Linked DNA regions of Danio rerio: region 1 is linked to region 2. A link is a contact called in public Micro-C data. All regions are on one chromosome and are shown on one strand. Each heading gives the region's core, a stretch centred on a gene start, on an enhancer-like site or on the middle of the called end of the contact. The rest is flanking DNA. Distances are from core to core; before and after follow the strand shown.

Region 1 (5,041 bases), core at 1,435-3,934, 230 kb before region 2:
AATTTGAATCTATTATTAATTTCTATGGCTTTTGTCTGTCTAATTAATCTAATTACCCCTGTAACCCCAACTGTTCCTCCTGTGTTAATCGAAGGCTGTGATTTTAAAGAAAGTGAATGTAAAAAACAAAAAAGATTAGAAATCTATTTAACAACATTATATATCCACTAGCGTTTTACAGAAACTCAATTTCTCATAAATTATCTAAAGATACCATTCACATACTTAGAACTAAATACCTAAAGTTTCCTCTCCACTTCAAGTTCATTTTAAAATTTTAAGTGGGATAATCCGTCAAGTGAATATTTAAGAATTAGATTTGGATTTGAGTCTAATAAATGTATGTTTTTTCATGATTTTAAAACAGCAGATCATTTGTTTTATTTTTACTGTATGTTTGTGGATGGCTTATGGTCAGATGTTTGACTGGCTTTACCCAAAGATTCCACACCTCAGGATCTTTTATGTGAATGACAACATTTATGGACTTGCAATGGACAGTAAGGAAAATGCCTTTCTAATTAACAACATCCTTATGCTTGGACAATTTTACATACATAAATCAAAATATTTAAAAGTGAAACCAATGTTTTGTGCTTTTTATAATGAGATTATTTCATATAAAAAAATCTCTCAAGATAATGAAAACAAAAAGTGCAATTAATCTTCTATTTTTAATAGAAATGTATAAATTATAGGAAAACCCCTGGTCCTTTTTATTTATTTTTTAAGATTTAGTTATGTTTAATAATTTACTTATAGATATTTTATATAACAAATTATTTGTTCTTTATTTGCACCTGTTTCCTTTTTTGTAATATAAAGGTGTATTGATAATGCCAAGTTGTACTTTACTATATGTTCAATAAAAAATAAATGAAAAGTAAAATTAACAAAAAAGTTGCCATTAAACAGGGATAATAAGAAGAAACTTGACTGTACAAAAAAAAAAAAAAAACAATACAGAAGCTTAGCTACTTGTCCTGATGGGTAGCTTTGTAGGTTATCAAGGTTTCTACAGGTTTCTCAAAGTCAAATTTAAGACTTTTTAAGACCTTTTTAAGACCCTTATGAATGAAATTTCAGACTTGTACAGGACTAAACCGTAAAGATTTGTGCTTGCCTCATTAAAAAAAAATCTAATTACTTAATACTTAAATGTGTCAAAACAAGCAAACCATACATACTTTTCTTTGACAAGCTTTAAAAACTTTATTAACCTAAATGTACAATAGTCTTTTTAAGGTCAGTGTCCCCGCCACATATGGTCTACAAATCCCCGGAGAACATAAAAAAGTTATTATGAGGAACCATATTGTTAAATAGAGTTTTGTTAAAAGTTTTATTGGGGTGTGTTATTGGTGAGTGTATACTGTATACAGGTGTTGGCCTGATTTGGGAAGCTTTACATGGATATTAGAAAATTACAACCTATTTGTAATGATTTAAGACCTACAATTCAATATTTCAGCAAATTTAGAACTTTTTAAGGACTAAAATTTTATTTTGAAAATGTAAAACATTTTAAGACTCTGTGGATACCCTGTCAAAGTAACTTCCCCAAAAACTGGCAGGGAATAAAGTGAATTACCCTAAGCTAGGGATGTACACTGCATAAAAAGTTAATTCTCTTTAAATTTGTGTGTATGTGGTTTGCATATTGATAAAGTCACATATTCGCATGAGAAGAATTTACTATCACCTGTAATTTAAATGTGCACAAGACATTAGCTCATAATTAAGATCCACTTTAAATATGAAACAATTTAATAATGCAAATAAGTTGTAAAATGTAAAGATTTTTTAATGACCCATAACAGTCAGGATTAGTGTTGTTTTTTTCATCCACACGCCCCCTTCAACTAGCCAATCAGCTCTGAGTATAAATCCACAGACATGTGAAGGTTGAAGGATCCATTAACTGTTACCTACAACAATCTTCAGACATCTGACCACTAGTTATTGCATTTAAAACAATCATGACCATGTGACATTGAGCACTATTTCTTTTGTAGGTCAGATGAGGAACACCTAACTTATACATTAGCATTTACATTATTAAGACAGTTCAGTAGCTTTTATGTTTGAAACTAGCATAAAACGTCTTTATACAGATGTTGTTAATATTAGTCTCATACAATTCTAGGAAATGTTTTCGGTCTCCCACGGCTACACACACTTCATACAACCTGAATGGCAAGTTTTGCTAATGTTAAAAGTCCGTTGGTGGCGTATATGCAGCTGCCATAAACGTAAGACTTACATTGACGCGGAATCCCCTTTGTTGGAGAAGCGTTGTTGCTTTTAATGCTGTGTTTTGACGAATTGCATGAAGCCCAATGCCATATAATTTCTTCACAGCTCTAGCAGCCGCCATCTTTACGTCAAGTGCGTGTCTCTAGCGTCTTTTCCCTCCTCGTCTCTGGAAATCCAACACACTGCGCCCCCTACAGGAAAAATGTTACTCCTCATTTTTACGGTTTTGTCTGAGAAATGTATCCTTTTATGTACATTTTAAATTTGATTGGGGTCACGGTAGTGTGTATAACTAAAAGGAACAAGCAGAAACGTGCTTATAAAGTCGCTATACATGTGTCATTACATCCTTAATTCCGTTAGAGGGCGTAAGTGCACTGCTAACATGTGTCATGTCGTCATTATTGTGCGCTCAAAACAATGACCCATTTATGGATGCGACGAGCAGATTGTGCATGAGGACCGAGATGGAGCTGGAGCGAAGTTGTCCAGTTTTAAGAGAATATGGAAGTGAACAGAGTTTGTTATCAAGACCTGACGGGTCGTCCACGTTTGTACAAGGTAATTTATAAATGTTTAATGTAATTTATTTCTTTACTCATGTCATAGCAGTTATTTATCTGTCAGGCCAAAGAATATCCAGAGATCTATTCCATTCATTTAAATATGTATCGTTTTGAATTTGTAAATGTGTTTTTAGGGGACACGAGTATCCTGGCTGGAGTTTATGGACCAGCTGAGGTTAAAGTCAGCAAGGAAATATATGATCGGGCAACTGTAGAGGTCCTTATACAGCCCAAAATGGGGCTTCCAAGTATGTTTTTAAACAGTTTTATTTGCAGCCATATTTTGACAGTAATTGCATTATTTATTAATATTTTTTAATAAAAACGTGTACATGCAAATATATATATTTAATCGCGTCATTGGAATGGAGTTTAGTTTTAATTAATTTAATGTTATATGTCATGTTATGACAATATTACAAATTTATAAAAAATTACCTTTATCTTCAACAAATCAACATATTTGAAAGATTTTTTCAACACATTTCTAAACATATTAGTTGTAATAACTCATTTCTAAAAATGGATTTATCTTATCTTTGCCATGATGACAGTAAATAATATTTGACTAGATATTTTTCAAGACACTTTTATCCAGCTTAAAGTGACATTTAAAGGCTTAACTAGGTTAATTTGGTTAACTAGGCAGGTTAGGATAATTAGGCAAGTTATTGTATAACGATAGTTTTTTCTGAAGATTATCAAAAACAAAAAAAAACAAAAAAAAAAAAAAAAAAACAAAGAGACTAATAATTTTGATCTTAAAATTGTTTTAAATAATTTAAAAACTGCTTTTATTCTTGCCGAAATAAAACAAATAAGACTTTCTCCAGAAGAAAAAATATTATCAGACATACTGTGAAATCTGTTAAACTTCATTTGGGAAATATTTTTAAAAACAATCAAATGGGGGTTAATAGTTCTGACTTCAACTGTACATTTACACTACTGGTCAAAATTTTGGGGTCAGTAGGATTTTTAAATGTTTTAAAATAAGCTTGTTCTGCTCACCAAAGCTGCATTTATTTAAACAAAAATACAGGACATATAGGACAATTGTGATATGTTATTGCACTATAAAATAATAAATTATATTTTATATAAAATCATTTATTCCAGTGATTTTACACATAAATTGTCAGCTTCCTTTAGTCTTCAGAGTCATGTGATCTTTCAGTAATCGCTCTGATATAAATTGTTATTATTATTGCTGTTATTATGGGGGTAATGGTAATAGTAATAAAAGTAGTAAAGTCTGGAATAATAACTTCATTTGAAACTACACACAATAAGAAAGCAGTTATTAATTAATTTTTTTTATTTTTTTTTACTTAATAAATGCTGCCTTGATGAACAGAATCATTTTCTTTAAAAAAATCGATATGAAAAAGTGTGTGAGATCTACATGTCTACATGTATATTCATCTATTTATTTTTTGCTTTGTATTATTATCATTGCACTGATGTTGGATTAACTTAAATCTGTCTGCATTTAGCATATCAGCTATAATGTGAAAGACTGATACAGATAATTAATAATTAAATAATAGAAACGCATTGCACATCTTTTGAACAATCTAAAGTTTTTACAAAATAACAAAATACAATATATATACAAATATCAGGCATGAATCTTTTATGTGCATTATGCCAGTTGTGCACTGGAAAAGCAGCTGGTGTGCACCATTAGTTTGGGTTAGTTTGGGATAAAACATCTTTCTTGTTCAAAAAAAAAAAAAAAGATTTAGTTTTTTTTTTTTTAAAGCAGAAATATGTATAATTTACAGATAGCAAACTGCACTGGCTTTTTTCGGTTATTTCAGGAAAGTTCTATTATAGCAAAATTGTTTAGTGTTATTAAAAGAAAATCCCCTAATCACCTTTGAACATTGTCATATTGCTTTTTTTTGTCTTAAAACGTGCCTCTCTTAAAATGTTAGACATTTGAATTTTGAATGGATCCAATCTATATTCAGTTCAATGAATTTAACTGAGTAAAAAGTAGCTTGTACTGTATGCAGATGACTAATATTTTGATATATTGGCATGCATTTCTAAAACATTTCATTGTTTCTTAAGTATGTGAAGTTGTTGGACACATTTCCTTCTGCTTTTTTGAATTGATTTATTCAAAACTGTTGGACTTATTTACAGTATTTAAGGCAAGTATGTTAGAAGTAACTGCAATTAAATTACCCATCCATGAAAAGTAACCTACT
Region 2 (5,055 bases), core at 1,736-4,235:
ATATCATTTAAAACTCTTTTTAATATAGACTACTGGTTAAAAGTTTGGGGTCAGTTTTATTATTTTTTCATGTTTTTTGTTTGTTTATTTTTTTAAGAAAATGATTCTGTTCAACAAGGGGGCATTTATTAAATGTATGTAGTATTAAATTCTTATTTATATTATATTGTATGTAGTTTCAAATTAAATTAATACTCAAATCAATATTGCTTTTTACTATTACCATTAATAATGATATTAATAATATTAAAAATAATTATGTTTGATTTTAGAGTGATTTCTGAAGGATCATGTGACTCTGAAGACTGGAGTAATGAAGTCGAAAATTCATCTCCAAAATCACTGGAATAAATTATGAAATTAAATTATAAACTACTTTTAATTTTGCAATTTGTACTGTATTTTAGATTAAATAAATGCAGCATTGGTGATCAGGAAAAGCTCATTTTAAAACATTTAAAAATCCTAATCACACCAAACTTGTTTAAATGTTTAAATATGTGTTGTTGTGCAATGCAATCTCTCTTGTATATGTAATTTCTATTTAACAATACATAATCTCTTTTTCACATTTTAAATATGATAAACTACTATGCCTAATTTATAAGGCAGTCCTTTTACACACCATATTAATTTTAATATCACTGTAGTCTCTTCTTTTTTATTACCATAGTTTCATACACTCTTTTAAATACAACATTTATAAATATTATAGTGTAGTAGTCTTATCCTTTTCATGGGAGGCCTTCATACCTCTTAAACAACCATGTCAAGTCACTAAAAAGATCTGTCATGTTTTTTTCTCTCAACAGCATATCACTGGATCGAGATGAGAACAAAGATGAGAATTATGGGTTTCCGCGGCTCCACCATCAAACCCCTGAATGAAGACGCGGCTGCAGAGCTTGGAGCCGAGCTGCTCGGCGAAGCCATCATTTTTGTCATCGGTGGAGGCTGCATGGTGCTCGAGTACAGCCGTCAGGCTGCAAACTCCAGACGAAAAGAAGAAGAGCTCGCACAATCCATAACCAGCCTGCAGACGCAACTAGGAGAGCTGGCCCTCACCACAGAGACACTGGATGCCCAGATCAGAGAGGTTAACAGACTTCTGTTGTCTCTTCCAGCAGCCCCAAGTTCCAAATAACTGTGTGCATCACTGAATTAGGCCCTTTCTGAGGAGGATAAACAGACTTGTTAATAGGGACTGCCATCAGTTGTGGTGCAGCACTGCCATATACACGCATACAAAGTCTTGCTTAAAGGGATAGTTCACTCCAAAAATTAAAATTTTTACTCACTTTTTACTTTGTTGTACTGCTGTTGAACACAAAGGAAGACATTTTGAAGGCAGTAACCGCTGGCTTCCATAGTATTTTTTTGTTTCTTTTTAGGTTTCCAACATTCTTCAAAAAATCTTAATTCGTGTTCAAAGTAAGCAACAATCACTTAAAGGCGATTACATTTTAAAAAGCTGCTTGTTCAAACTACTTATTTAAAAGGTTAAAAGGAGCTGAATCAACACAATTCTGGAGTATTTTTGGGATAACTTAATTGTTTTAAAAAAATAAAGTTCAACCAACTTAAATTTGTAAAACAATTAAGTCAATCGATTCATGTGTAATTGGTAAGTAAAATAAGTTCATTTTTGGATGAACTATAGCTTTAAGTCTTCTTACACACACACTGTTATAAAAATAGAAAGAAAAAGAAAATAAGTAATACGGTTGTGTATGATGAACGTTGGCCATTAGGACGACATACTATCATTACTCATTACTGATTGGCTGAATGATCGTGTTATCAATCTTTTTTGATGACATTGTTAAACCATTGCATATGTTTGACTACTCATTGTTCTGCACTGTTCAGTTTGAATGTTATTTTATAACATTTCAGTGATTTTTTTTTTTTTTTTTTTCCAAAATAAATTGCCACAATTTACAGAGAGTGATCTTTAGTTTGAGCTTAAATGTAATAAGATTTTGAAGCTGGGCATATTGATGATCTGAACATCCGCTTTGTGAATACTTGAATGACAATATTCGTATGATAAATATGGATGTGTCACGCAGCATAAGAAACAGAGAGCTTATCTCACTGTGTGTGCTATCAGAAAATCCCCATTGCATTAAAAGACTGCTGTGTTTAATATGGCACGTGTATATGGGTGTATATGTATCATTGTAAAATAAAAAGTAAAATATTCTTGATTATATTAAAATTGTGAAAACAGTTTGTTGTTGTGATTATTTTTTCAACAAAAAGTTTTTGAAACACATTTATTTAAACTTAAAAAGGTCTGATATAGGCATGTGACGATGATTGTGTTCAAGGTATACCGCTGTTTTATAGGAAAACAGTATCTCCAGCAGAAAAAGATCCAAAGATGCTGTTTTAAATTGTAAAGAAATCTTTGTCTTTGAAGACAGCAGAAGTCAATGATTCATTTGAATCATTTAGCCTGATATGTTTACTGCTCCACAATATTTAAAATGTTTCTCAAAATGAAATATACTGTGTTTAAACTGAAAAAAGCTATAGTTTTTTTACCCTTACATTTAAAAAGGATGTATTTTAAATTGTACGTAGTGTATGTGTGTGAATGTGAGAGTGTATGGATGTTTCCCAGTACTGGGTTGCAGCAGGTAAGGCATCTTCTGTGTAAAACATGCAGGATGAGTTGGTGGTTCATTCTGCTGTGGTGTCCCCTGATGAATAAAGGGACTAGCCGAAGCAAAATGAACAAATGAATGAATTTTCATATAATTATTTTCTAATTACGTTGGCTAAAAAAACCTCCTCATTTAAATCCTACGATTAAATAATACAGAAATAGACTTAAATTCAACTGTAAACCATAGGCCTGCGTTGAGGGCAAAGACTGTTGAGAGTGTCGAAGGTCCATCCAGTAGGAGGCAGCACTCAAACACTATGAACAATATTCAGTGTGTCTCCTGCTGCCCCGACTAGAAGCCCGCGAGGTTGTAATTCTGTGTTTGTTTACATTACACAAATAGGCTCCTTCAATTGAACAATAGCCTTTTCTCTGGTAGGTCCATTGCACATTTTACTACCATTTTAGAGTTTGCATTAGGTTACAATAATAATATTAATGCATGTTCCGTTACGTTTACCCAGTTAGCTAAAATAACGTGTTCCCTAGATTGAGAAATCAGACGAATGCATGCCATTTCGCATTAATTCCGATCATAATTTGAATGTATGTCTTTGCTAAATTGCATTAGATGAGATTATTTAACTCTAATGCATGTGATAAGTAATTTAAACAACATGTATGTGCAGGAGATTTAACGTTAGCCAGTTAGCTGTGTGAATGACCCACCCTGCTGAACTCGTGCCTGTTTTAAAAAAATCATAGCTGGTTTCTTCCTGTGCGTTATTATCACGTTTCTTTTGTAACGTTACGTGGTCTAACATGATTCAAGTTAGCAATTAGCTGGTTGAAGATAATAGACTGGGGAACTATAAACAAACCAGCTCCCACTAGAAACATGAAACTGTTTCCAGTTAACAGTCTGAGCTAGTGCAAACTGAAAGACCACGTTGGGTCAGGCTGTTTAGCTGGTTAGCTATTGTAGTCACTGTAGCTAAAACCTAGCTAATGTTCTTATAGGGATTGTTTCATAAATGAAAAACTGCTGTTAATGTACTCACTCTCTGGCCATTCAGTGTTGGTGATTTTTTTTTTTTTTTTCAGTTGAACATTATACAGAAGCTTTAAGCTAAAACCTTTGTCCTTGGAGATTTTTTCGAATTCAATATATATATATATATATATATATATATATATATATATATATATATATATATATATATATATATATATATATATATATATATATATATATTCAATTCAATTCAGCTTTATTTGTATAGCGCTTTTACAATGTAGATTGTGTCAAAGCAGCGTCACATAAATGGTCATAGTAACTGGAACAGTGTGGTTCAGTAACTGGAACAGTGTGGTTCAGGTTTTAGTGTTTAAGTTCAGTTCAGTATATATATAACGTTATACAGGCAAATCAAATCAAAACGGTTTTTACAAAATGCAAAATAAAACTAGCCCGATGAAATCAAAATTCAAAATTTGCCACACTGCCCATTTATAAAATATGTATTCATGTAGGCTGCTATATGTAGGTGTGTGTGTGTGTGTGTGTGCGTGTGTGTGTGTGTATATATATATATTTATATATATAGGTTGAACGATATTGGAAAATATCATATTGCAATATTTTTTATTCTGTGATTATATATTGCAATATGAATGCAATTTCACTTAGATGAGTTGAATAACTATTTCGAAAGAATGTATAATTTTAGATTGATTGTGATATTTCTGCATAGGAGTGCATAAAATATAATAAACAATCTATAAGGATAGATGAATTTAATAAAGAAAAAAATTATATATTTTTTTATTTGTTTAATGAAACGTTTTATTGTTTTGGTTTTAATCATTCTCGCCTGATACTGCGTTTAATTTTTTTTATTTTTCATTTTTTTATTTATTTATTTTTTTATTTTTGCATGAACGAACAGCGTTACCACATATAAAATAATAATGATGATTTTGTGAATACCCATTTCAGGTCCACTATCTCTCCAGTTTCCCCGTGCCTCACAAAAGTGTTTTCTCAGTACCATCATCCTTGTACGTTTTTTATCATTGGTTAAATGTAAATTTATGGGATTGAAATATTTGAAGGTTTTTTTTATATTTCCATATATATCTATTATTTTTTTATATAAATTTAATTGATGCAATATGTCAACCTTTAACTTACAGAATTAAACAAAGTTGTGGCAAGTGAAGTAAATAAAAGCAGCTCAATTTGCTGGAAAATAGGCAACTTGGCAACCCTGATGTTGTTTTAACATTTAGCCTGTTAGGACTATTGTTTAAAAAAAAAAATTAAACAAAATTACAGCCAGCATCTTTGTGTTGCTTTTTTACTTGAATTGTTTACTTGCTACTTCACTCTGACACACTCACACTCAGAGTCATTGCTGAATAACCAGTCAGAGCAAATG

The links. Hi-C and Micro-C count contacts between places; a contact is called where the count stands out from the background.
Region 1: a contact with region 2 is called in a Micro-C map of caudal fin, with 7 times the contacts expected there. The contact joins the promoter of exosc5 here to the promoter of hnrnpul1 in region 2. A contact is called at or near these places in 2 of 18 Hi-C or Micro-C datasets (caudal fin and an unstated tissue) and 1 of 4 datasets of contacts at active chromatin or transcription factors (caudal fin).

Annotation. Positions count from the first base shown.
Region 1 is chr18:38,984,283-38,989,323 of GRCz12tu, reverse strand. It overlaps exosc5 (exosome component 5), which reads left to right and starts at 2,684. Exons shown (of 6, transcript NM_001045352.2): 1 at 2,684-2,817; 2 at 2,957-3,070. The coding sequence starts at 2,688. It overlaps bckdha (branched chain keto acid dehydrogenase E1 subunit alpha), which reads right to left and starts at 2,383. Exons shown (of 8, transcript NM_001024419.1): 1 at 2,264-2,383. The coding sequence starts at 2,377.
Region 2 is chr18:38,755,855-38,760,909 of GRCz12tu, reverse strand. hnrnpul1 (heterogeneous nuclear ribonucleoprotein U-like 1) reads left to right here and starts at 2,985. Exons shown (of 16, transcript NM_213271.1): 1 at 2,985-3,049. opa3 (outer mitochondrial membrane lipid metabolism regulator OPA3) reads left to right here. Exons shown (of 2, transcript NM_001080166.1): 2 at 813-1,906. The coding sequence ends at 1,144.